4 separate regions of the Sus scrofa genome follow, and all the other regions are linked to region 1. A link is a contact called in public HiChIP or PLAC-seq and promoter capture Hi-C data. All regions are on one chromosome and are shown on one strand. The core of a region is the stretch at or near the end of the contact, and the rest is flanking DNA. Distances in the headings are between cores, read along the strand shown. Region 1 overlaps ENKUR (enkurin). Region 2 overlaps ARHGAP21 (rho GTPase-activating protein 21). Region 3 holds the start of LOC110255603 (basic salivary proline-rich protein 2-like). Region 4 overlaps LOC106507918 (a long non-coding RNA gene).

Evidence for each region. Promoter capture Hi-C pulls out the DNA fragments that hold promoters and counts their contacts. HiChIP or PLAC-seq counts read pairs in DNA pulled down with a chosen protein or histone mark.
Region 2: an H3K27ac HiChIP or PLAC-seq map of alveolar macrophages shows a contact between it and region 1. The contact joins two enhancer-like sites. A contact is called at or near these places in 4 of 47 Hi-C or Micro-C datasets (embryonic fibroblasts, liver and skeletal muscle) and 2 of 2 datasets of contacts at active chromatin or transcription factors (alveolar macrophages and skeletal muscle).
Region 3: a contact with region 1 is called in a promoter capture Hi-C map of liver, with 6 times the contacts expected there. The contact joins the promoter of LOC110255603 here to the enhancer-like site in region 1. A contact is called at or near these places in 2 of 5 promoter capture datasets (fetal liver and liver), 4 of 47 Hi-C or Micro-C datasets (embryonic fibroblasts, liver, skeletal muscle and 1 more) and 2 of 2 datasets of contacts at active chromatin or transcription factors (alveolar macrophages and skeletal muscle).
Region 4: an H3K27ac HiChIP or PLAC-seq map of skeletal muscle shows a contact between it and region 1. The contact joins two enhancer-like sites. A contact is called at or near these places in 2 of 2 datasets of contacts at active chromatin or transcription factors (alveolar macrophages and skeletal muscle).

What each region holds. Positions count from the first base shown.
Region 1 is chr10:50,344,366-50,347,076 of Sscrofa11.1, reverse strand. The region is part of intron 4 of ENKUR (enkurin); the gene reads right to left. Among named protein-coding and RNA genes, the nearest start is that of PRTFDC1, 20 kb to the left of the region's middle. Within about 2 kb of position 1,341, at least 20 of the 83 cell types and tissues checked have an H3K27ac peak or open chromatin away from gene starts, as enhancers often do. A contact at or near this core is called in alveolar macrophages, fetal liver, liver and 2 more, where this site is marked.
Region 2 is chr10:50,555,820-50,558,530 of Sscrofa11.1, reverse strand. The region is part of intron 1 of ARHGAP21 (rho GTPase-activating protein 21); the gene reads right to left. Among named protein-coding and RNA genes, the nearest start is that of ARHGAP21, 16 kb to the right of the region's middle. Within about 2 kb of position 1,345, at least 2 of the 83 cell types and tissues checked have an H3K27ac peak or open chromatin away from gene starts, as enhancers often do. A contact at or near this core is called in alveolar macrophages, where this site is marked.
Region 3 is chr10:50,539,596-50,542,306 of Sscrofa11.1, reverse strand. It overlaps LOC110255603 (basic salivary proline-rich protein 2-like), which reads left to right and starts at 1,326. Exons shown (of 2, transcript XM_021064283.1): 1 at 1,326-2,711. The coding sequence starts at 1,326. The coding sequence ends at 2,441. It overlaps ARHGAP21 (rho GTPase-activating protein 21), which reads right to left and starts at 725. Exons shown (of 26, transcript XM_021064916.1): 1 at 183-725. The coding sequence starts at 260.
Region 4 is chr10:50,480,908-50,483,618 of Sscrofa11.1, reverse strand. All of the region lies in intron 3 of LOC106507918 (a long non-coding RNA gene), which reads right to left. Among named protein-coding and RNA genes, the nearest start is that of ARHGAP21, 59 kb to the left of the region's middle. Within about 2 kb of position 1,363, at least 26 of the 83 cell types and tissues checked have an H3K27ac peak or open chromatin away from gene starts, as enhancers often do. A contact at or near this core is called in skeletal muscle, where this site is marked.

The DNA of each region.
Region 1 (2,711 bases), core at 92-2,591:
TGAATAAGCAAAATATGATCTTAAGATCAACAGAAACATTCAACATGTGAGATGGAAGGGGGGTAAAAAACGTCATACTACATAAAACCCCATAAAAATATTGGTTAGCAAATATAATAATTTTGGAATTATTTTTCTCTGAAACATTTGAGTAAACTATTTTGAACATGTGAATTCTAATGTGACTTTTAAAAGAACGTCCCAATTTAAAATTGTTCTTTAAAAAAATCTATCTCAAGAAAATTAGCTTATGTGTATTTAAAGGGATCGTAATAATAAAATATCTAGAAGTTCCTATTGTGATGCAGTGAGTTAAGGATATGGCACTGCCATACTGCAGCTTGGATTTGATCCCTGGCCTGGGAACTTCCATATGTTGCGGGTGTGGCCAAAAAAAATAAAATATCAATCTGAACCATCACTATAATTAAGTGCCATTTACACGAAAAATATCTGAGTCCTAAAAAATACCCAAAGCATCAAATGATGAATCAATGCCAGATAATCACTTAAAATAAACTTACGTGATAATATTAGAAACACAGGGCTAAATGATGTTAGAGTAACACATTTTTTACAAAGAGGACTATTCTCTTTAAGGCCCTTGGCTTACATTTTTACTTTTTGAAAAATTTGCATTTTATCTAATTTTTTTTTTGTAAGTATAAGGGTCAACTGTCATCAACTTGTTTGGCTAATACCAAAATAACTAAAATTTTGAAGACTTGGAATCTTGGCACATTCTTATTTTTTAAATTATAAAATCCACTTAGAAGAAACAGAGTCTTTAAACTTTACTACTTGTATTTTAAATCCCCAAAGGGTGTGTCAAAGTGTTTTTTGAAAAGCTTTGGGTGCATTACAAAAGAACTACAGCAGTTTAATGATACAGCAAGAGAGTGATCCAAAGTCTAAGATAATGTTCTACTTTGAAGCCTAACTCACCATTGTTTTTACCACCCATACCCTATAAGGCCTTCGTGTTAGTGCTGGACACCATCTTACTGCGTGGGTGGCAGCTGCCTGTCATCTCAGTAATTTTGAAGAAAAGCCAGGGAATTTGTTTTAAAGTGTTTGTCCAGATGAAACCACATGTGGCCTCCAGGGTGCTCTGGGCCTGAAGCCTAGTCTGCTGGCTGTGTAGAACCATAGAGCTTACCCAGGAGAAAGTTTGACTGTCTCCTCAAAGCCAATAAAGATAAAAGGAACCTCTATGAGTCCAAAACAGTGCAGCTCACACATGTGGGAATTGCATAAGATTAAGGTTTGCCCTCTGTGTCGTCCTCAGAAAGGCTAGGAGAAGTAGAGAGGGAAGCAGTGAGCTGCTGGGTCCCTCTGTTGTGTTGTTTTCCTTGCTTAAAAGAAACTTTGAACCTTATTGGTGACTAGGGGACCTTGAGCACGTAATAGCAAACTGGTTATTATGTCCACTTAGGTGATGCAAGAGCCACATCACTGGAAGGAGATCCTATGAAAGGTAAGGCCTGGCAGGTGTCTGAGCCAGGCAAAGGTCCAGTTCCTTTTAATAGTCATCAACAGGGTGACAAAGGTTTGATAGGGAAGGTTCCTGGACAGGCTGGGAAGCTGTTGACCCTTGTTACTCTATGGCAAAACATTTGGTAAAATTGTCTCTTGTATTGCCACAGAAGGAAAACCACATGACTTAGCTACAGTCTGAAGGGGAACTGTTTGTAAAAACTTAGAATATTGTGGGGGGAGGGGAGTTGACTGTTCCTTGTTGCTTTTAACAAGATACTAAGAAAGAGAAGAATTTAGGCTTAGGTCCGGGAGTATAGTTTGTGCAGAAAGATGGGAGTGAATGGAGTAAAAAGGTTATTTGAACATGGCCTGCAGTCTACAGTTTATAAGTGTATAGGCTTCCACTGTTTCTCTAAGAAAGAGAAAAACACAAGACACAGGAATCGGTGGACTTGACACAGACTCCACCACTAGGAAGATGAAAGGAAATCTCAGACAGTGAATCTAGTTTGGGAATTCAACACGGCGAGGCTGAGGTCAGGGCAACGTCCCATATCCCTGGCCTCTCTTCCATCCAAGAGGAACACACAGGCAGAGTGAAAGTCAATAAAACCACTGCTTTCTTGATGGAACCTACAATACTGGCGCTGTGGGGCTGGTAATGAATGATGGGACAATAGAAAAGCTATTCCTTACCTGAGTGCTTACACTGACTATATGACACCTCTCTTGGCAAGAGTCTTCTGAGCCTCCCAGACATGAGAGAAGAAAACCACATATCTGTCAGATTGGAGTGATTCTCCCACAGACACATGTATCATTATTTCCATCTTACACACATATGCATAGAGTATTACTTGGAAAGATATATAAGAGGCTGGTTACAGTGGTTGCTTCTGGGAAGGGGGATTCAGTAGCTCTAGGAAAGGGGGTGTGAGGAAGACTTCTCCCTATTCACCTTTAGGCAGTTAGGAATTTCGAATTTCAGACCATGTCTATAAATTATCTATTCACACACACACAGCAAAATAAAAAATAGTTTCTAATAAAATTACAAGTGCACATACCTTCTGACCTAGTTATTTCATTCCTGGCAATGATTTTCTACTAATACAGCCAAATGTGCAAAATGATGTATGTTCAAGGTCACTTACTGCAGCATTGCTTTTAATGGCAAATATTGAAAACAAATTAAATCACTTCAATGCTTACAAATAGGGTGCTGGTAAATT
Region 2 (2,711 bases), core at 96-2,595, 210 kb before region 1:
ACGATAATCTTCTTTAAAAAGTTGTTTTAAAAGGTCGTTTTAAGAATCAAATAACAAAAGATAGTGTCAGAAACACAGTAGGTTCTCAATAAATGTTAGTCAACCCTCTTGCAGCAAATTTTTCAATTGTCATGATGATATATACATTTAACTGTAGCTACCCAGAGTATTTTTAACTACTGTAATATGTTTTAAAATATAACCACTGCATGGAATTTCAACGGACCCTAAACACTTTCCAATTTTAAAACTTAACTACAAAACTATAGTAATCAAAACAACATGGTATTGGCATAGGACAGACACATAAACTGAAAGAAAGATGAGAGAGCCCAGAAATAAATACTCATATACATGGTCAACTGATTTTCAATACGAGTGTCTCTCCCTGACAATCACCCCAAAAAGCTTTGAAATTAGATCTTGGAAATTACAGAAGCTGAAAGTATTTTGATGGAGTTCCCACTGTGGCACAGTGGGGTAAGAATCCAACTACAGCTAGCATTGAGAACTATGTCTAGATACTCATGTTGCAACAGAAGAAAGGGTGGGGGGAAAATGTAATTGTAATGTATACATGTAAGGATAACCTGACCCCCTGGCTGTACAGTGGGAAAATAAAAAAAATAATAAAAAATAAATAAAAAAAAAAAAAGAATACAACTACAGCAGCTTGGGTCATTGTGGAGGTGTGTTTGTTCCCCAGCCCAGCACAGAGGGCTAAAGGATCTGGTGGTGTTGCAGCTGCAGTATATAGGCGGCAGCTGTGGCTTGGTTTCAATCCCGGGCCTGAGAACTGCCATATGCCACAGGTGTGCCCTTTTATAAAAAAAAAAAAAAAAAAAGTATTTTGATTTCCTTTTTTTAAAAAACATATGCTTGGAAGATATGAGAGTAAGGCAAGAAAAATCTACTATTCTAGTTCTAGGTGAGGTATTTATTGTCTTATCCAATATTTTTAGTTTCGTCCTTTGGCTTCACGATATTTTAAGTTTTATCTCCTTCTTTTGCACTTTTTATTTTTCATGTTTAAATTAAGGCATAGATATTTACACACACACACACACACAGCTTCTAAGTATACAGTTCATGAAATGTCACAAATGCATCTATCTAACTCCCAACTACACAGAGACAGAGACCATCTCCATCACCCCTGGAAGTTCCCTGGGTGTCCTCCTAGTCATTCTGAAATCCCCCTTCACCCACAGAGGCAATCACTATTCCGGTTTCTATTACCACGTTGGTTTCGCCTGTTCTAAACCTTCTCATGAATGAGGTCACACAGTGTGTGTGTACCCTGTTGTCTACCTTCTTTCATTCAGCACTTTTTGTTTGGCTGTTTGTTTTGGCTGTGCCCACAGCATGTGGAAGTTCCCCAGCAAAGGGTTGTTTGTTTTGGCTGTGCCCACAGCATGTGGAAGTTCCCCAGCGAAGGGTCGAACTCAAGCCACAGCAGTGACAATGAGCCACTACAGTGACAACACTGGATCCTTAACCACAAGGCAACCAGGGAACTCCTAGCATGTTTTTTATATCCATCCATCTTGCTGCATGTATATCAAATTAGGTAAGTTTCCTTAATTTCCTGTCTTCTGAGAGTTTTCTGATGATGGAGTGTTTGTTACAGTTTGCCAGATGCTTTTTCTGCAACTGTTGAGATGATGGTACAAATTTTCTCCTTTATTCTGTTAATATGTTAACTAGTTAATAGGTTGCTGATATGTTAAAATTAAACTAATCTTTAATTCTTGAGATAACTCCAACTTAATCACAATGTATTATCTTTTTCATATACTGCTAGGTTTGATTTGCTGACATTTTGTTAAGGATTTTTACATCTACAACCCTGGTCTGAACTCCTGTTCTTATATTGTTTTTGCCTGCTTGTTACTAGGCTAATGCTAGCATCATAAAAAGAAGATGGGAAGTGTTCCATCCATCTCTACTTTCTGAGCTTGTTGGCTAAGGATCTGGCATTGCCATGAGCTGTGGTGTAGGTCAAAGACTTGGCTCAGATCTGACATGGCTGTGGTGTAGACCGGCAGCTGTAGTAGCTCTGATTCGACCCATAGCCTGAGAACATCCATATGCTGCCAGTGCAGCCCCCCCCCTAAAAAAAAGCAATACATATTTGGTCTTCATCCCATTCCCAGTAGAGAGTTTCTAAAACTCCTGGAACTTCCTAAGTGATGGCAGCAACAATAGTGTCCTTCGTAATGTCAATGAGGTGACACTGGGAATACACCTGAGGATGAGAACTGACTGCCAGGAGAACCAACCAAGTGATTAGAAGATCAGAACATTCAGTCCTACCCCGACCCCAGGGGAGGGGAGAGGGGCTGGAAGTTGATTCAACCTCCAATGGCCAATGATTAAATTAATTGTGCCTATGCAATGAAGTCTCCCTGATAACTCAAAAGGACAGGGTTGGGAGAGCTTCCAGGTTGGTGAATACATGGGAGTTGGTGGGCAGGGGGGGAAGTGCACAAGCAGAGGGCATGGAAGCTCCACACCTTTGCCCATACCCTGCCCTAGGTATCCCCGCAGCTGGCTGTCTCTGTATTATCCTCTTTATTATAAATCCCGTGATCCAGTAAGCAGTATGTTTCTCCGAGTTCTTTGAGTCCCTCTAGCAAATTAATCAAACCCAAGGAGGGGAAGTTGAAACCTCCAGTCCACAGTCAGGAGGTAAGAAGCTCAGGTGACAA
Region 3 (2,711 bases), core at 77-2,576, 200 kb before region 1:
TAGAAACAAAAACGGGCAACGTTTCACTTCTCTACTGGTCAAGCTGGGGTCCTCCCACCATCCAGCCCAAAGCCCCAAAAGCCTCTTCCTAGGCTGTGTGGCAGCTGACCCCCGCCACCGGCAGGACACCTCACAGACACAGGCCACCACAGACGGGCAGGGATCCTGCCTCAAGCGCTTACCTCACAGGTGGGGGACCCGCAGGCCTTGAGCTTGTCACCATCTCCCTCCGGCAGACCAGTCCGACGTGTGGCCATCATTTCATTTCAAATCACAAAGAAGGGGCCAACCCTTGGGAGTCCACATTGGGGGCGAAATGCCACCACACACCCAAAAGGTAAGAATTCCACACCAGGCTCCGCAGAAGGTGCAGGGCTAAGTGAGACAAATAATGGGCCGGGGGATGAAGGTTTTGATGAAGCCCCTCCGCAATGCCCTGAAGATGATTTCTTCGGACTTCAAACGATTTCCCCGTCTTCGTCCATTTCTCGAGACGGAAAAAACAAAGACGACAGGTCTCCTCCTCAGCAGCTAGTGAGGCCAGCTGCAGAAAGCGGTCCCCTTCGTCCTAGCGCTTCTCCCGACTCCAAGAGCAATCTGAGTGCGCCGCGAAGCCTCTGCCCAAGAGATCTTTCCTAGAGGAGGGAAAAGTTAAAGGGCATGAACTTTCTCCAGACGCTGACCTTAGACTCGCCCACGTCTAGCCCAAGTTCGCCTTTCCAACACTCGGAAAAATAATGCGGTCCACGCTGATGAACCTCCGTATAAAAGAATCTATCCATACAACAACAACGACAAAAAAAAAAAGAAAAAGAAAAAAATCTATAAATCATGAAAAAAATGAGTAACATCAGAGCTGCACGGTGGTTGCGTCAAACATGCCTGGCTGTTGTGAAGCCGTCAAAACATTCCCTTTTCAAGTGCATTTTAATGAGCATTATTTTCTGGGCAGAAGAGGCGTCTCTGTTCTTCCGCATCACCCAGCTGAGGAGACTTAAGGGAAGTTTGCTCCCCACGAGACTAAAATGGGATAATACTTTTTCAAAAACCCTCCTTGCTCCCCGCCGCCTCCCCAGCTGGCCCAAATAAAAACAAAAAGCCAGGATCGGACTTAGCCAGCGCCTCGGCCGGCGTCTCGAGGCGGCCTGGGGGACCCGGGGCGCCCGCCCTCCGCCCCAGCCGGCCGGTGTCCCCGAGGAGGCGGCTGTTTTCCTTGGCCCGCGGCGAGGCTGGGCGGAGACGGCGCGGGGCCGGGAGGGGAGGCGTGCGCGGCTGCGGCGGCGGGAGGGACTCCCTCTCCCGAGCATTATTCCGGAGCTATAGAAATGAAGCCGCAGCCCCAGCAACTTTCATTTAGTTGCCGCGTCCCAATCAACGCCCCGACACGATATTCCCCTTTTTCCGTGTCCACCTTGGGGGGGGGGGGGGGAAATAGGAAAAAGAAAACCACCACCCACCTACCACTATTTCCCCCGCCCCTTCCAGAGGCGGGTCGGGGATCTCGATCTCCCGGGAAGGGCGGCCCAAATTTGTACTTTCAAAAACGAGTGGGGGAACCCGAGGGAAAGGCCAAGAGCGAGGGGGCTCACCCGCCGCGCCCCGCCGGGCCCGGCTTCCGCGGGCGGCAGCGATTGGCGGCGGGGACGCGGGCCGGGCATGGGGCCCGGCCGGGACGCGCTAGGCCGCAGGCTCGGTTAATATTCATGAGCGGACGGGAGGCGCCCCTCCTCCACGGCCGGCCGGCGGGACCCCGGCGCCCGCCGCCGGCCTTTGTGCCCTTCCCTCCTCCCGCCGTCCTCCCCCGCTCCGCACACGCGGGTGCGGCCCCTACGCCCACGCCGGGCGCCCGCCGCGGCTCCCTCCGGCCCCGCGCCAGCGCCGGGCGGGGTGGCCCGGGGTGGCGGGAAGGGAGGGAGCCCGCGGCGAGCCCGGCTCTCCCTTTCCACCCGCCCGGCGGCGCTGCGCCGGGTCGGCCGAAGCAGAAAATAAAGCAGACACGCACCGGAGAAAGCGCGGCGAGTAGATCCGCACCCGGCCGGCCGGTCCCCGGACGGCACGCCCGGCGCGCACCGGACCCAGCGGGAGGACGAGCGGGCGCTGCCCGCCGCCGTCGCGCTCCGAGGCCGCCGCCCCCGGCCGGCCGCTCCCAGGCACCGCCGCGACCTGCCCCGGCCGGCCCCGGGCTCTCGGCCGCCGCGGGAGGGCGTGGGGCGGGGCGGCGGCCGCCGGACTCTCCCCTCGCCTCGCCGGGCCGGGCCGGGGCCGCGCTCGGGCGCCCGCGATCACCAAGTGACAGAAGTGCCTCGCTCCGCTGCCGCGCCGAGCTGTTTCCCGGGGGCGGATTTCTCGCTTCTTCCTCCCTGGATCCACCTCCTCCCACTCCACCTCCTTCCCCTCCCCTCCCCAGGGGAGGCTCCGGGGCTGAATATTTTCTGTCTTGAATAATATGGTCCCGGGAACCAACGCTGGAGAAGGGGGATTAGCCTGGGGCGGGGTGAGGGGTGATCGCCAACCCCCTCCCAATGTGTGTCGGGACCTACAAGCCCTCGCCGCCCCCAACACCTCCCCCAAAGCCAGACACACAAAACCCTCCCCGCCTTCGCCAATCTCTCGAGCTCAGAGCGGGAGCGGCCAGGAACCCGGGCTTCTGCTGCGGAAGGCTCGGTGCTCCGCGTCAGGGCCCGGGAGGGGGACCTTCATACAGCCAGATA
Region 4 (2,711 bases), core at 114-2,613, 140 kb before region 1:
ATGGATGGTGGACAAAAGTCTGCCAAACTTGTTGACACTCAGAGCGGGAAGGATTTGGCTTTGATGTTCAACAGCAACTCAAGCGGCACTCATCCAGGTTAAGTGGGGTTTAGGGAGATACATGCCGACGTGGGTCAGGGTCTGGGGGCCTCCAGGAAGGTGTCCACATGCTGACTTGTCTTCTGCAGTCAGAATGCTTTCCCAGCCCAGAGCTGTCACAGTCCACCTTTTTCTCAGCTTCTTGGAGGAAAAAAAAAAAAACCCAAAGGGAGCCTGCAAGTGGATATAGTAAGTTCTTTGCAGAACATGTCCTTGGCCAGGCTGGCTCTGCTGCCCACTGGTTGTGAGTATTTGGTGACTTGCTGGAGGTAGGGCCTCAGTCTTTGGGCGTGAAGCTTTCCCCCGAGCCCAGGCTCTCTTCCCGCCCGCCTCCCTCTATGCTGCGGAGAGAGGATGGGGATTTCATGCCTCAGTGAAATACTTGGCACATCTTCTCATTCAGAGAACTTCAGACTCTCTGCAAGTACGACTAAACTCAGCTCAGTGCCCTTCGGTTAAGGTCATGGTTATTTAGTGGCCAACATTTTCTAGGCAGGAACTCCCTAGTTCTAGCTGATTATCAGCAAATACCCCTTTATTTCTCCTCTTGTGTAAGCATTGGAAGGGAGGCCTTGACAGGCTAGCTTCTGCTTTTCTTGACTTACTTTGCTCTGATTTGACCTACAGTAATACCATTTCCCCTTAATTAGATCAGGTCATCTCCCATATCGGAAAATTCCCAGCTGATGTTGGACAGAATAGGCAAAGGCAGGCCTCATAGCCTGGAGGGCACTTTGAGTTAAACTCTGATGCCAACCTGGCACTTTCAGTTTTGAATCTCCTATTTTCCAGCCACTATTTATCTCATAATGATGGGCTGGTCTGTTGCAAGTTTTGGAGAGATTCTGTCGGACCTCGTTTGCCCAGCCCACAAATGTCTGAGGCCAAAACAGGGCTGTGTTGAGTGAAAAGCGAGGCTTCTTGGTTCTGGCTTCCCTCTGCCAGGGCAGCAGCACTGGGACCCTTGCAAGTTGATACCAAGTTTGGGAGGGGTGCCCAGTTGGTATTTCACATGGGTTTGCAAATACGTCTTTCCTGTGTTGGCCACTTGTGACCACTTGGGCTCCTTCTGGGGAATGTCTCCCTGGAGTTTGCAGTAAAGCTCCCAACTGAGCAGAAGAACTGGTACTTGGCCAAGGCTGCTCTCGTCAGCTGCCACTGAAACCATGGCAACCACCCGAGACACTGCTACTCTGGGGGTGCTGTGCCTGATGTCAGGGTGTGTCTGCCCAGCCAGGGCCATCATCGTGGGCCTGCCAACGGGGCTGCTGCTCACAACAGATGTTGCCCGAGGGCTGGTTCTGGCGTGAGCTCCGCCAGCCTCTGTGTGGCAGCCACTATCGGAGTCAGGCTACAAATGCTGATGTGCCTGCTGTTTCTCAGGATCACAGTCTCACAGTGTCCATGACACTCAGAAATGGACTCGCTGAAGTGTAAGGACAGATCTTTTTTTCCCACTTTCAGGCCACACTCACCCTTTAGGCCAAGGTGGTGCTGCTTTGTTCTCAAAGTCTTACAGAGAGTTTTGCCCCATAACAGCACTTTCTATTTTTACTTGCCTCCTGCTCTCCCCCGTTAAGACCCTGCAGCTTGGGCACTGCGGATAAACCAGTGGAAGATCTAGGTCCTGGGCATCCTGCGGTTTGCTCCTCCCACAGAGCATGACACTGAACCAATCCTGGGGATGCTTCACTCCCTTGGACCATAAATCTATCTTCCATCCTCCTTCCAAATTCCAGCCAGCAACACAGTTTGTAAACCTATTTTGTTGCTGGGAAGCCTAACAGTGTGGTTAATTAAAGATTTAAGGATAAAAATAAACTCCACGAGGATAAAATTATGTGGCAAATGGAAAAGATACAAATAAAGAACATACCATTTCCAGGTGTTATGTAAGAGAGAGTTTTCATGTATATTTTAAGTGGATGAAAATGTTTCAAATTGTCTAGATGTTGATTCTACCAAGACACATTTCAAAGTGATGTGTACTTTTCTTTTAAAATATTAACACTTACAATCTGCTGGAAACTACGTCCTTGGCAACCATTTAAACTTATGCTGAAAGATCTTGGATGTTATCTTTAAAACAGGTGAGAAAGTGCAGAGTTCTGTAAAATTCTTTCTCTGGTGGGTGGCGAGCTGTGAGCAAAAATGTTTGAAGACCCCCAGTTTAGACTGTTTTGCAATGATGCTCTGAACAAGTGACTTCTATGAATTTTATTTCACAGATTGTTTTCTTGTTGTTGTCTTTTTAGGGCCGCACCCGCGGCATGTGGAGGTTCCCAGGCTAGGGGTCGAATCGGTGCTGTAGCCACAGCCTACGCCACAGTCACAGCAACGCCAGATCCTAGCCACGTCTGTGACCTACACCACAGCTCATGGCAATGCTGGATCCTCAACCCCTTGAGCAAGGCCAGGGCTCGAATCTAAGTCCTCATGGATACTAGTCAGGTTCATTTCCACTGTGCCACAACGGGAACTCCACACACAGATTGTTTTTTCATTTATATCTTTTATATTGTGTTTGTTTAAACTTATTTTGTGCTGGAAACCCTGAGAAAAATTGTGTTTGAGAGTGAACGTTAACTTGGCACATCCTCCATCCTCAAGAG